Regions from separate parts of the Mus musculus genome. Here regions 2, 3 and 4 are each linked to region 1. Evidence: chromatin contacts called from public promoter capture Hi-C data. All regions are on one chromosome and are shown on one strand. The core of a region is the stretch at or near the end of the contact, and the rest is flanking DNA. Distances in the headings are between cores, read along the strand shown. Region 1 holds the start of Scn3a (sodium channel, voltage-gated, type III, alpha). Region 2 has its middle 83 kb from the start of Galnt3. Region 3 overlaps Cobll1 (Cobl-like 1). Region 4 holds the start of Cobll1 (Cobl-like 1).

The links. Promoter capture Hi-C pulls out the DNA fragments that hold promoters and counts their contacts.
Region 2: a promoter capture Hi-C map of hippocampal neurons shows a contact between it and region 1, with 2.4 times the contacts expected there. The contact joins the enhancer-like site here to the promoter of Scn3a in region 1. A contact is called at or near these places in 3 of 39 promoter capture datasets (embryonic stem cells, hippocampal neurons and stem cell-derived epiblast-like cells), 1 of 484 Hi-C or Micro-C datasets (the N1E-115 cell line), 1 of 115 datasets of contacts at active chromatin or transcription factors (astrocytes) and 1 of 9 other capture datasets (embryonic stem cells).
Region 3: a contact with region 1 is called in a promoter capture Hi-C map of pre-B cells. The contact joins the enhancer-like site here to the promoter of Scn3a in region 1. A contact is called at or near these places in 3 of 39 promoter capture datasets (the 3T3-L1 cell line, the C10 cell line and pre-B cells) and 2 of 115 datasets of contacts at active chromatin or transcription factors (large pre-B cells and pro-B cells).
Region 4: a promoter capture Hi-C map of 3T3-L1-derived adipocytes shows a contact between it and region 1, with 7 times the contacts expected there. The contact joins the promoter of Cobll1 here to the promoter of Scn3a in region 1. A contact is called at or near these places in 9 of 39 promoter capture datasets (the 3T3-L1 cell line, 3T3-L1-derived adipocytes, the HPC-7 cell line and 5 more), 5 of 484 Hi-C or Micro-C datasets (bone marrow-derived macrophages, embryonic stem cells, group 2 innate lymphoid cells and 2 more) and 1 of 9 other capture datasets (liver).

Annotation. Positions count from the first base shown.
Region 1 is chr2:65,565,736-65,568,996 of GRCm38.p6, reverse strand. Scn3a (sodium channel, voltage-gated, type III, alpha) reads left to right here and starts at 1,505. Exons shown (of 27, transcript NM_001355167.1): 1 at 1,505-1,731. The region is part of intron 2 of Gm34833 (a long non-coding RNA gene); the gene reads right to left.
Region 2 is chr2:66,040,658-66,043,918 of GRCm38.p6, reverse strand. No RefSeq gene overlaps it. Among named protein-coding and RNA genes, the nearest start is that of Galnt3, 83 kb to the left of the region's middle. Within about 2 kb of position 1,643, at least 39 of the 459 cell types and tissues checked have an H3K27ac peak or open chromatin away from gene starts, as enhancers often do. A contact at or near this core is called in the N1E-115 cell line and hippocampal neurons, where this site is marked.
Region 3 is chr2:65,117,654-65,120,914 of GRCm38.p6, reverse strand. All of the region lies in intron 6 of Cobll1 (Cobl-like 1), which reads left to right. Among named protein-coding and RNA genes, the nearest start is that of Grb14, 97 kb to the right of the region's middle. Within about 2 kb of position 1,579, at least 41 of the 459 cell types and tissues checked have an H3K27ac peak or open chromatin away from gene starts, as enhancers often do.
Region 4 is chr2:65,237,046-65,240,306 of GRCm38.p6, reverse strand. It overlaps Cobll1 (Cobl-like 1), which reads left to right and starts at 1,516. Exons shown (of 14, transcript NM_177025.6): 1 at 1,516-1,944. The coding sequence starts at 1,868. It overlaps Gm13594 (a long non-coding RNA gene), which reads right to left. Exons shown (of 2, transcript XR_001783320.2): 1 at 2,225-3,261; 2 at 111-801.

The DNA of each region.
Region 1 (3,261 bases), core at 256-2,755:
CTTGACGGTATGGGCCCTGGAGAGCCGGTGGGCTGACCACCTCAGCTACCACCCAGGCCCAGATCCCGTGCTTTGAATTGACCCACTCGAGCATCTACCCTACCTATGAACAGCTGAAGCAGGACTGGGTGGTCCTGCAGATCCAAGCTGCAGGATCGCCACCTTATAGGGCAACGACAGGATATCTGAGCGGAGTCCCGGTGAGGATCCAGGATTGATGGAGTAGCAGAAGCCAGAGGCCTCGAACCAGACCAATGACTCACTGCAATGACACACCTCAGCTTCCAAGGTGAGAGATCTTCTTTCTTTCTTTCTTTCTTTCTTTCTTTCTTTCTTTCTTTCTTTCTTTCTTTCTTTCTTTTTCTTTCTTTCTTTCTTTCTTTCTTTCTCTCTCTGTCTCTCTGTCTCTCTGTCTCTCTCTCTCTCTCTCTCTGTCTCTCTCTCTCTCTTTCTTTCTTTTGGGAGATGTTGCAGGGGCAGAAGGCTGATACAAAGGGATGGGGAGATGAGTAGGATTGGGGCTAATGATGTGAAATTCACAAAGAATCAATAAGAATTTTTTTAAAAAATCCTCACCGTCCAAGACCAGGCCTGCTACGGTGCTGATTCTACCCCAGCAGTGGGGACAGAGGCGGGGAGTTTGCTGCTTCAGTCTAATTCCATGTTTAATGAGATAATTTTTCTCTAAATGTGAAAAGTAAAACCAAAAACTGCTGTTAAGAGCCCCCTCAACTCACAAAAGTCATTTTCCCTTTGACTACGTGATTCTGTTTCAATGTCGCAAGCATTTGCTGCCCTAATGTCTCAAAGGCTGAGCTAGAGGTAGATCACGGAAGACCCCTGAGGTCAACCCCCACCTACGCTGCCCCTTCATGAGCACATACACACCCCCTAAAGGAGCACATATATATGCCACACACACCTAAAAAATAATAAATAAATAAATAAATAAATAAATAAATAAATAAATAAATAAGGTATTCAGATCAGAGGTTGTCTTCAAAACCAAAACAAAAGAAAGAAATAAAAAATATGAAAAGTTTACATCTGCATATATGTTGTACTATTTTCTAAGAAACCAGATTTTTCACCTTGTGTGGAGGGGGACCTCATCTTGGAAGAGCAGACTTAGAGAAGATTTTATGAAAACCTGTGATTCCTAATCAAACAACTAGAAAATTAAAAAGTAAATACATAAAGAGGCGTGAAAGGTTAACTGTGCACACTCGTGTGGTAGCTAGGTTACCCCCCACCACCCCCCCCCCCCGCCTCCATCATCTCTCTGCTGTCACCGTGGGGCCCTTACATGATTCATAATGTTTCCATACAGGTTTGCCTCCTGCCTTCCGAAGAGATGGAGAATAATAGGAGTGTTTTGTCGTTTGCGCAATGGCGTGTGTCTGCCAGTAGATGGCAGTAACACGTTGAATGCTGCCAGCTTTTTCTTTTTCTTTCTTTTTTTTTTTTTTTTTTCCTTCCAGGGCCGTTTTCTGATATATGTTGGGTATCATAGAGTGAATCTCAGAACAGGAAGCGGAGGCATAAGCAGAAAGGATTCTGGAAAGGTCTCTTTGTTTTCATATCCACAGAGAAAGCAAGAAAAAAAAATTGAATGTAATTTGCAAATCCCTGTGGCCCAAATCTGAAGAACTACTGGGGGTGGCACGTTCCATTCTAACCATCTTGGATGCTGTCCTTTGTTGAGCTGTGATTCCTAAGGCTCTCCATCAGGTAAGCTGACAAAACATTTAATTATTTGCACCGTAGAATCTAGCCACCAGATCATCTTCTCATTTTAAAATCCTCCCCGTGCTGCCATTTTTAAAAGCCTAATGTTTAGATGTAAATTATAAGAACTAAAGGTATCATTTGATTTGTAAACTGCTTACTATTATTCCTTTATCTTTCAAAGGAAACAGCCTCTGTCTGGAAATGGTGACTTACAATACAGACTAGGAATTAAGGAGTGTGTGTCTGTGAAAGAAACAGATGTTTGGGGTTCATTGTATAGAGAGAACATCTGTTTTGTTAGACTTAATGTCAACCCACTAGATTTCAGGACGACACCGCCTATTCGGCATCTTTAAATCATTAAATGCTCAGTGAGATTGGAGCTACCTTTTCTGTGCTTTATTTTTTTTTTAAATTCAATTTAATTTTATTTACTTAGAAGCTCTGGAGAAGCCATATACAGACAGTGATATCAATATATAAGGGTGTTTGGCTATTTAGACATTCTTATTTTTCTTAGAAATTTATCAGCATAGAGGGAAAGAGACCACCCAGAGTAACATTAAAATACATTTGATTTGGTAAAAGTGAAATGATCCATGAATTCCTGTATGTCCCATACCCTCCTGTTTTGTTACCTTTTAACAGCCAGAAGCTTGAGAGCTGGGTAGGTTTCTTTCCTTCCTGGAACATTTCATGGTTGGTTTTTATTATCAGTACTATTACTACCAATCACCAGGAAAACTCACTTGAGACCAAATGAGAATAATTTACATTGTGTAGAGTCTGTGCCTGTCACTGAAATGTTTTACACCACACTCATAATGTTCCATTCAGTGATCACACTGCTACATTAGCAGAAGACCTACAGGCAGTAGTGGAAAGACAAGTTTTTAAGATTACAAAGCTCTCTCTCTCTCTCTCTCTCTCTCTCTCTCTCTCTCTCTCTCTCTCTCTCATGTGTGAGTGTGTGTGTGTGTGTGAGTGTGTGTGAGTGTGTGTGTGTGTGTGTGTGTGTGTGTGTGTGTGTGTGTGTGTGTGTGTGCAATAGGTAGTGTAATGTCTCTTGTGAGGACAAAGATGAAGCCATTAGTGTTTGTGAGGAGAATCTGCATGGAAATATTACATCTAATCTATTCTGAGCAGTGTGTCCTGCAAGAAATACAGACCCGTGATATCAACCCAGGCTTTGGTCGGTACTAAACAAAGGGCCTTAAAACAAACAAACAAACAAAAAAATACCTTGGGGTACCTGAAGTATATTTTCTCATCATGTTGGCGAACAAACCAAGCAATCTCACTCAGTAAATGACATCGGGAGGCAATACACTCCCCCTTAAAACATTTCAAAATAGTGTCTGCCTCAGCAGAAAGCCCTTGTCTCACATATTTCAGAGCTCCGACTGACTATAGGATGTAAAGAAAAATGTTTTCTTGGAAAGGGTTTTCAGAAATAAATGCTAATTGGCTCAGATGTATTGTACAGTACCCGCCACGCCTGCAGGTGATTGAAAGTGAGTAACTTCGTGC
Region 2 (3,261 bases), core at 394-2,893, 470 kb before region 1:
ATAAATTGCACCATATCCTGTCAGTGTGCTGATTCCTGTAGGAGACAGTGCTGCTCCCCGCCAGTTCTGCCTGTCTTTGCAAGCACATGGTAGGGCAGGATTACCCAGTGCCTTTGTTCCCCAGGAACGGTGAGAGCGTGAGAGCGTATCTGTAGGAAATCACTCGTGAGGGTGCCCACTTGGTAATAGGAATTAAAATCCACTTCTGTGTCAGTGTGATGGACTTTGCAATGTTTGAGTGGGAGGGACACCTGTCACTCCCAGGTAGAAACCTAAGGGAACATTGTGGATGTCCGCCTCTCTGAGTGTCCAGGGTGGCAAAAAGCTCTTTGAGTCCCACTGTCTGAGGAGGAAGAAACAGGGCAAAGCTTTGCCCGTTCGTTCAGGGCAGGCCTGAAGGCAGACCAGAGTCCATGCTGTGGGGGCTTTGGGTGTCCCTTGCTTCTCTAACACATTCTAGAATCTTGTGACTAAAAATATACTAGTAAAAAGAGTTCACAGAAAGGATATATCTGAAATGAATTATTTTTAGGGATATTGTACAAGAAGAAATCTACCAAGTGCAGAATCTACTGAGTTGGGTTTGGTTTTGTTTGTTTGTTTGTTTGTTTTAAATATCTGCGAAATTGTAGGAACTTTTTTCGTGCTGATGTTGTTTTGCACAGTAAGATAGCTTACGGTTGGTTTATGTTAAAAGAAAATGTTGTTCGGCTACTAGTAACTATCTTGGTCTCCAAAGACTTCTTGATATTAAAATATACACAAAATATTGAATATTGCCAGTACAATGACATTAAGGTTATGAAGGAAAATATTCTAGGCCTCACTTTTAGTAAATTGACACTATGTGTAAATCTGCTGAGAAAAAAAGGTGAGCTATGCTTTATGGATTATTTGATATTTTAATGACCTTCAGAGCAATGTGAAATATGAACACTCAATTTTTATAACTTTAGATACAATGGCTTGATTTTTCTCAGTTCATCTATATTTTAATAAAGTGGATTTTTCAATGGCTTGTGATTGTGACAAAATGTCAAGCATTCCTTAAGGGCTTTGTCATATTGTCATATTTATCATAATTAAAGCAATATCTCAAACAATAAAACAATAGCAACCAAAAAAAAAAAAGAAACTGATTATTTTAATGCCAACTTCCTTATTACAATCTGAGGAGCGGGTTACTTGAGAAAGATCAGTTCTATGGTTTGTATGTGTCTTCTAGTGTTTTGAAAATCTGTGTGGAATAAAATTTAAAATTTTAAAGGAGTCATTTTATAAACATGAAACTTAGCATTTAACTCTTTTAAAACACAATTCAATGAATAAAGCTGATGGGTTTTATTAAAGCCACAGCTATTATTTTCTTTCCTTTATTTCATTATTCAGAATACAATAAAATATCTTATAATGAAATCGTTATTATTATTATTATTATTATTATTATTATTATTATTATTATTTTAACGCAGAAACATCAGGGATCACCTGAGTGAAAACCTCGTATTTCCATTCAGGATGTAGACCTCTGGTGTTCTGCCTGTTGACCAGTAAGGGGCGCCATCACAAAGTGATTGCAGAGATCTGAGGTCTGCGGGGCTTTTCTGGTGTCCATCTTGTTCAGTTGCTTTTCTAGGCCACTGCTGAGCATACTGTACCCTATAGGCTCACATCACCACCACAGCAGGAAAGGCTGCCGCAGAGCTCAAGGCTGAGCTTTTAGATTTCTTCTTTCCAGTGCTCCACGCTGTTAAGCCAAAGCTTCCATTTCCTAGGACGCAGGCCAAAGGCTTGGCTGCCAGTCCCGCTGCTGTTACTAATTGCCTGCTCCTGCTCAGGTTTCTTTATGAAGTCCTCTCACTCCTTCAATATTAAATGTAAATTACACGTTTCTCTCAAGTCCGCCCACCCAGCCCTTTCAGGAACAGCCATTTGTTCCTGTGCACCTGGAGGTAATTCTTACTCTGTGTGTGTGTGTGTGTGTGTGTGTGTGTGTGTGTGCGCGCGTGCGCGCGCGTGTGTTTTATCCACCGAACTGACTTGCGCAACCACGCTATCCCCCCCAACTTCTCCGACCCCCAACCCTGACTTCCCTGGATGCTCAGCAGGACTGAGCTGACATGTTTTAGAGATGGCCAAAACGGAAACAATTCAAGCAACTGAGCGTCTCAGAGATGCCATCTGACTCCCATCCCCACTGTTTCAACAACCTCAAAAGCTGCCTACAAGCTTTTGAGTGTGGCAACTAGCCACGCGTGGCTGTTTCAAGAAACGACGATAATGGATATTACAAACATGTTTTGGTGGCCAAACACAGACTTCCAAAGATAGGTCTCCCCTAGCAAAGCGAAGCAATTATCCCAATCAGTCAAGTGAAAAGGTCCATTTACGCCTCAATTCTCTGGCTAATTCAGGCAAAAGTAAAATTTTCATCTGAATGATCTCAGTAATTGGCTTACTGCTTTGCTTTATCGGAGGGAACTTGACAAAGAAACAGAGGCTGCTTCATACTAGCAGGTTAGTGATGACCCCAAGGAACAGGGTGCACAGAAGAGGTTTCTGAGAAGCATCCGAGTGCAGACCTTGTGTTGAAATTTCAACAGACAGCGCCTCATTGAGGAGGGTGATTAGTGGGGCTTTCAAATTCATCCTCTCCTGCTATCCTTCCCTCCAGCCACCTGTCACTCCTTCCTCAGTGTTTCTAGCTCACAGCCACACACCACTGAGGACGAAGGGAGCAAATGAAACAATCCATCTGTCTGTCATCCTTGACTCCATCCTTCAGTTGAACCCGCTGTATTCCCACGGCCATTGTTCAGATGACCATTGATGCTTTGCTGGGCTCTTATCCATTTGACTCGAGCTTGGGGCTTTTGGTTGTAGGTGCAAAGCCATGTACTGCAAACAAAGGTGAGACAGATAGGCATCTTGGCTATTCACAATTGATTCCTGTCTTTTATCCATTCCTGTCTTATATCTTATATCCTCTAGAGCACTTTGCCCTCTTAAAATGCCAAACTTCTCACCACTTTGCTGTCTGATAGGTAAGCCCTAGTATGGCTTGAAAGTACATTGGGGAGCAGGCACTGGCTTCAAATTCATTCTCTTCTCTTGTCTCCCTCTTGTGGTCTTACATCTAAGTAATTGGAAATCTCTAGTGTTGCCTATAGTGGCCACTTTGATCAGAAATATCTCTTTCTGCCTTTACCCAACTTTATATCTGTACTGCTTTGCTGTTTATTTTTTACTTTTTAAAAAATC
Region 3 (3,261 bases), core at 330-2,829, 450 kb after region 1:
CCAGTTAGAAATTTTCTAGCAGTTTTTCCTAGAACTTTTTGAACGTGTTATCAAACAGACTTTTTCTCGTGATTTGAAATGTCATTTGTGTTACAAGGTCTATGGTATTTGGCCTTTTTTGTTATATATAGGAACAGTAACTGTATCCCTATATGAAGTGCGTGTAACCATATGAAGTAAGATTGTCAACAAAATGACATCGACAGCTTTGGGGAATAAGACTAAGTATAGAAATCTGAGTCCTAGAACCATTTACTGTCTGTTGAGGACACCTGTAGCAAAATCAGTCGGCAGAGGACTGCCTTGTTTCCATCAGTTGGTCTCTTAAACTTATGTTTCAAGTGGAAGTGGAAGAGTTTAAAAGAAATTGTTGGAAATCTCCACCTGTAGAATTCCCAAAACCTTTGGAGACTTTTTGACTCCCACCTTTAGTGTGGCTTTACTGCTTCAAGTCCTCTGCATTCAACAGTAAATAACTGTCCCCAGCCACTGGCATGGTGTGTAACCTCCTTGGGGTAGGTTTGTGGCTGGAAGCACAGTAAAGGGATAACCTCTACTGAGCATTTCATTTGGTCTCAATGTGTGTGCTGCCACAGACAACATTCGAATATTGGGAAACCAAGACTTCCTGCCATCTGATATTATGCAAGTGAAACTTAATACCCAGAGTATTCGTTTTTCAGTGGCTGACTCAATTTTTTAGGAATGCTTTGCATGCCTCTTTTACACAGTTTTATCTTTATTTTTTTTCCCTACTTAATTTGGTTTAGAAGCAGATGATATGCCCATGAAGCAAGTAAACATCTGTTTTTTATTTTACTTGGTGAATTTTTCCAGTTATTTTATGCAGACCAATTAAGGTTGTACTCCCTGTTGTAATAGATTATGTATTTGTACTCGTTAAGAAATATTTCTCTTCCTGCTTTTTTTTTAATTTGGGCTATCATGTAACACTTTATTTTCTCTCCTGCTCGCGTCTTGTATTTATTGTATGGAAAGTGGACCCCACACGGAGTTCAACAGTTGCCTAGGAACTGTGGTTACCATGACAGTTGCAGCTTGATATATGAGTACATCTGGCTCTACTTCCAAAGCTATGAGTGGATTAATGCATCTGAAAAAATCTACCAGCACAGTATATTCTTTCCTTTTTCCCATGCATAATGTGCATCATTTCTTTGTAACTTTTCTAAGGTTTGTTAAGGAGTCATGGCCACGAAAAGCGAGGCAGCGGCGCCTGCTTATGTGTTTAGTTTTCCTATTCCAGGCCAACTTCTACAGAGAACACTCCATTAATCTACACTCAAGCCCTCTGTTGGCACTTTCAGGTGTGCTTCAAACCTAAAAGTAAAGGGACCTGCTAATTATATTTTAACCTCTAAAGAAGAAAAATCTTCAAAGAACAAGAGCTCTTGACCATTTGTAAATTGAATACACGTTTCTCTTCCTTGTCTATCAGTAAGCAAAAGGCTGCCTGTGCCTTAAGCTTTACACTAGGTCACAGCAGAACACTGAAGTCAGAAGTCCAAGGCTTACATAGCCTCTGGCCTACATTGGTGTTGAAGGCTGCATGAGTAGGTGTGCCCTTCTCTACTCAGCAGCATGCAGTAACAGTAGCCAGGTCAGAGGAAGCATGGCCGTGGTATGAGTGTGTAGGGAGGGATAAAGCTTTCTTGATAGCTTTGGCTTTCTCTCTGGGCTGAACTGAAATGCCCTCCTCCCCCAGTGTATTACTTTGGCTGTCATTTGACTTTGGCATGGGTTCTAAGTTCAGCTCATCTGTAAGGTGTTCTCCTCACCTGTGCCTAGAAACATGTCAGTCCAGTTTGTTCGGATTACAGGGAACCACGATCTTCACCATGTATTCTCGTTTACTTTGGATCGATCCTAGGTTCTACTTTCTTCTTGTTCGTAGAAGATGTACGGCTGAGCTCAGTTCTCATCTTTGGGCTTAAAAATGTTAAAACCAAGATTGTCACTAGCAAGCCACGATTATATAAATAGAGCTCAGTGAGTGAGGGGAGGGTGGGACTGACGGAAACACTGATGTGTCTGAAGAAGAAGAATGTACATGTCTGTCAAAGGCATAAATAGCATAGGCTTAAAAATTTGTCTTTTTTTTTCTTTGCACAAAAAAAGGGCCAGTGTGCATGTAAATGGAAACTGCTCAACCTCTGTGTGTCTTGTGTCACCTTGGGCTCTCCTAGATACTCTGTGGTGTTTTTACTCTCTGCTGTAGTCTTTCCATCAACTTTCCACACTAAATGAACTTGTCCATTGCTGTGTTCTTTTTCTCTGAGGAATAAAATTTTCTAACTAAATTTCCCAGAATCTTCAAGTTCTTATATTGCAAAACTATGTACGGCTGGCTTCTACCTAATAAAAAAAAGTTCTGTAGTCTGGACCTTTGGTTGGTGGTAACCAGGTCACAACAGCTACTCCTATTGAATGACTCCTGAGACCCAATGTATGATAGCAACATTGAAGACTTAACACCTGGCATCTTTCTGTGTGCACTTATTGCAACACAGGAATCCACACAAGCACCTTGTGGTGCAACAAAGAAATGGAAGGCTTAGAGTGTGAGAAAAATGTGTTCATTTGCTGAGCTTATTAACTAGAGGATATAAATGTCACTGTTAACTAATAATGAATTTTGCACAAGATATGTTTGATACAAATCTTGTGACCAACACAGCCACGTGGAATTCCTTGGAGGGCCTTAACTTTAATTAGGAACAAAAAGTCACAAGCTAATGGTGTTGATGCCACATGGAACACCTTCTGGATGATCTAGCTCTAATCTTATTGGCTTCTACCGTAGTACTTATTTCAGAAGAATGATAGGAGTGGTGTTAAAATTGGCAGAGGAGATGACTGCTCACATAGTGTAGGTTGAAGAGCTGCAGGCCCTGTACCTGATGTCTCCTGTCTTTTGCTCAGCCCAGTTGCTTGTACTTGATAGGTCACATCTGTTTACCCATTCCTTCACTTGGATGTTGATAATCTGAGTCAATCCTGACAAGGTAAGACTTTCCATGCTATCAAGGAGAACTCTTAATATGGGCTTAGGTAGATAATAATAAAATAATAGGTTTTTCTCCAGAGAATATGCTATTATAGAGCAGAGATTCAGATCTTTGGAAAAAGCTTTTCCATATTTTACCTGGAAATAGTTTATTTCTAAAAAGCTTCAATGACAAACAAGTGGCATGTATGTTTCCATCCAGTATAAAGGCAGTTCTCTTTGCATGTGTTTAT
Region 4 (3,261 bases), core at 267-2,766, 330 kb after region 1:
CTGTAAATCTGCTTATCCATTTACGGTCAGAAAGGATTCATGAACTTGTCAAACCAGTGTTATTATTTAAAGTCTAAAATCCAGATCCATTTCAAACAATTGCCTCGTTATTAGTCAAATTATTTAAAAGCAACTTTTAATGATAGAGTTCTAACACAGTCATCGCAGAAGTCACCACGATCTTCACCTCCATTTCATATTCAAAGATGTACTGAGACCATATTCACCACAAGGGAGAGGAAAGAGACAAAATCCAATTATGTGGAGTAGTAGTTAGTACTTTTGGTTCCAGAAATTATTGGTGGTGGTTGTAATGAATGAGCAACAAAGAACCTTTAATTAAGCACGGGTTATAAATACTAGTTTAATTTTAATGTGAACCAAAAATGTTAAGTCCTTTGTTATCCTACATCATGTTTTTATGCCTACAGATTTGCCACTTGAGGTATCCATTTATATATTTTTAATTTAGCATTATTTCCTGATGTTCGCTTTTGGACTCATCAATATGATTTACTTTAAAACAGTTGGCAAGGGTCTAAGGGTAAGGAGACAATATGCACCCGGTTGTCAGGTGGCACGTCTCCTCTGAGAAGAACTCTTGCAGGAACCGAAACTACAAACAAGCAAGCACTGTCTGAGATTCCTTTATTCCTGTGAAACTTCCAGGAGGCCACTAAATCTCTGCTGTTCTTTCTTAGCTTATAGACTGTCATCATGAGAACGTCCAGTCCTCAAATCCCAGCTGTTGGCTGTTTACATCAAGAGAGGCATGTCTGGGAAGACTGGACGAGCTTAAACCTGCCAGGGATTAAAAAGATCACAATGTCAGAGGTGCCTTTTAAGGGCTAGCAACCGTAGGGGTCAGTAAGGTTAAAAAGAAAATCCTGCACTTCGAAGGTCAGACTGCAGGTGGTCAATCAGCAGGACTCGGTCCATGAGCTCTCCTCACTTCCGCTACAGCTTGGGTCCTCCCTGGGGTTTTGCTGGCCAGGTAGCCTCCCTGTCCGCCCACTCTTCCTCTTGGGTTCGCGAGGCTTCCCAAAGCTACTCAGTGTCAGTGGGGACTAAAACGAGCAGCCTAGACGCTTCCTCTCCACCGGCCTCCCCCGCGGTACCTAAAAGCCGCGTGCTCCGCGGAGGGGTGCGGGGTGGGGTAGGAAATTCCTCCTCGCTCCACGTCCCCGCCCGCTCGCCCTACCCGTCCCCTCTCCGGCTGGCTGCTCTGCTCGCTCCGATGCTGACCTCGTCACCCTCACTTCTGCAGAGCGAGGTGGCCGAGGCGGCTGCGAGCTCGGGGCTCCCGGCAGGGCCATGGGGCAGGGTGAGTTGGGGCGCGGGCGCGGCGGCCGGGGGCCGGCCGCTTTCCGCCGCGCGCTCGCTCCGGGCGTCCGAGCTAGCCGTGCGGGGGAGGAGCGGAGCCTGGACGGGCCGGGTCCCCTAAAGCGGGCAGTGGCTTGGGAAGGCGGGGGCGCTGTGGTTCGCAGCTCCTCCGGAAAAGTTTGCACGGGATTCAGTTGGTGCGCAGCGGGCCGCTGGAGCCCAAGCACTGCGGGCGTGGCGACCGTCCCGCGCCCGGTCCGCTCCTCCTCCTCCTTCACAGCCCGGGCTGCCGCGCGCCGCCCCTTCGCCCGGGACTGGCTGCGGGCTGCGGCCGGGGCGGGGACCTGTAGCCGTCGTCGCGGCGCCCTCGGGCAGGGACCGACCGGCAGGTGGAAGCGCCCCGGGGAGGCGGGGCCGCCCCTGGCTGCCGTGGGTCGAGGCGGGCTCTTGGCCCGGCCGCTCCCGCCCTGACCCGCCGGCCTCTCCCACCCTAGCAGTGACGCGCCGCCTCCGAGCCCGAGCCCGCGCCGCGGCCAGCAGCGCGATGGACCGCAGCGTCCCGGATCCCCTACCCCGCAGCGCGCCCCGCACCCCCGCCATGCAGCCCGCGGGCTCCGCAGGGTAAGTAAGCCTCCCTCCCGGCCGCCGAGGCCTCGCGCGCTTCACCTGCCCGAGGCGAGCTCCCCGCGGGGCCGCCGGGCTCCCGGGCCGACCCACACGCGGGCGGGAGACTGCGTCCTCCCGGACGAGTCGGGGTGGGGGGTTCGGTACTTTGGGCAAGCTTTCCGATCGGGGTTACGGAAGGCCAGGCGAATGGCAGGCGTTGGGTGAGGAGTCCCGGAGCAAAAGTGGTAACAAAGGGCCCCTTGTTGGGGCTCTGTAGCGGCGGGGGGGACGACACCTGTAAGCGCGCTCCGGGAAAGGAAGGAAAAGTTTCCACAGCCAAGCGCTCCAGCCCAGGAGGATGGTTTCTGTCAAGGTGACTGCAAGGAAGGGGCTTCCTGAAAGTCCACGGAGGGCGCAGCAAGGTGTGCCAGCTGTCAGCCCGGCTTGACAGTTCCGGGAGCAGGCGGGGTGCTCGCCTCTGACTGGGGGTGTGTGTGTGTATGTGCTTCTGGCCAATTGGTGATGCCAAAGCCGAGTGCGAAGTCAGTCGCATTGGCAAACACCTATACTTTTTTTTTTTTTTTTTTACCGTCACGTGTTTGAGGAGCGATTGGAAGGGAAGGGGCTGTCACATGGTGAGTTAATATTAAATGAAGCATGCCTTCCTGCCAAATATGCTAAACATCACTCTGTTAAACGTTTGGGTAAACAGTGGTGGGAACAGGTAGTCCTGCAAGGGCCAAGGAGAACTTGAGAATAACCTTTGTCGTAGTAAATGGTCAAGCTACACAACCCTGTCCTAGGTGAGACCGCCTCACTGCTGTCATGTAGCCTCTTTGCCATAAAGCACCCCCAGTTTCTCTTTTTCTTTGTTAATCAGAACCTAGAAATGCCTTAAGCAGAGTATGAAAATTCCGGAAATTGGAACATTAAGGAACAGGCGACTTTGTAAGCAATGAATGAAAGTCGTTCTTTTTTTTTTTTTTCCCCTGGTTTAAGAGTGAAGAAGTCATTTTTCCCTGGAACATGACAGGCGTTTCCTTAGGAGCAAGTCACAGCATGTTTATTCATCAGAGGCCATGCGAGCATTGGCAGTTGTCTAGAGGAAACATGGAAGAGTCTCAAGGCAACATGACTAATCTAACAGATATTTAGTGTAATGCTTACATAGAGGAAACATGCAGTGTATGAATTCGTTCTTTTTTCCTCTAAATTTCGATCTCCTCCATGCAAATATCCCCTATTGCTGTAGAGCGCTACTTTTTTCTTGGGGGGGCGGCTTTCCACCGTTTAGATACTAATGTGTCTCCTTCCATATATTTTTACCGTATG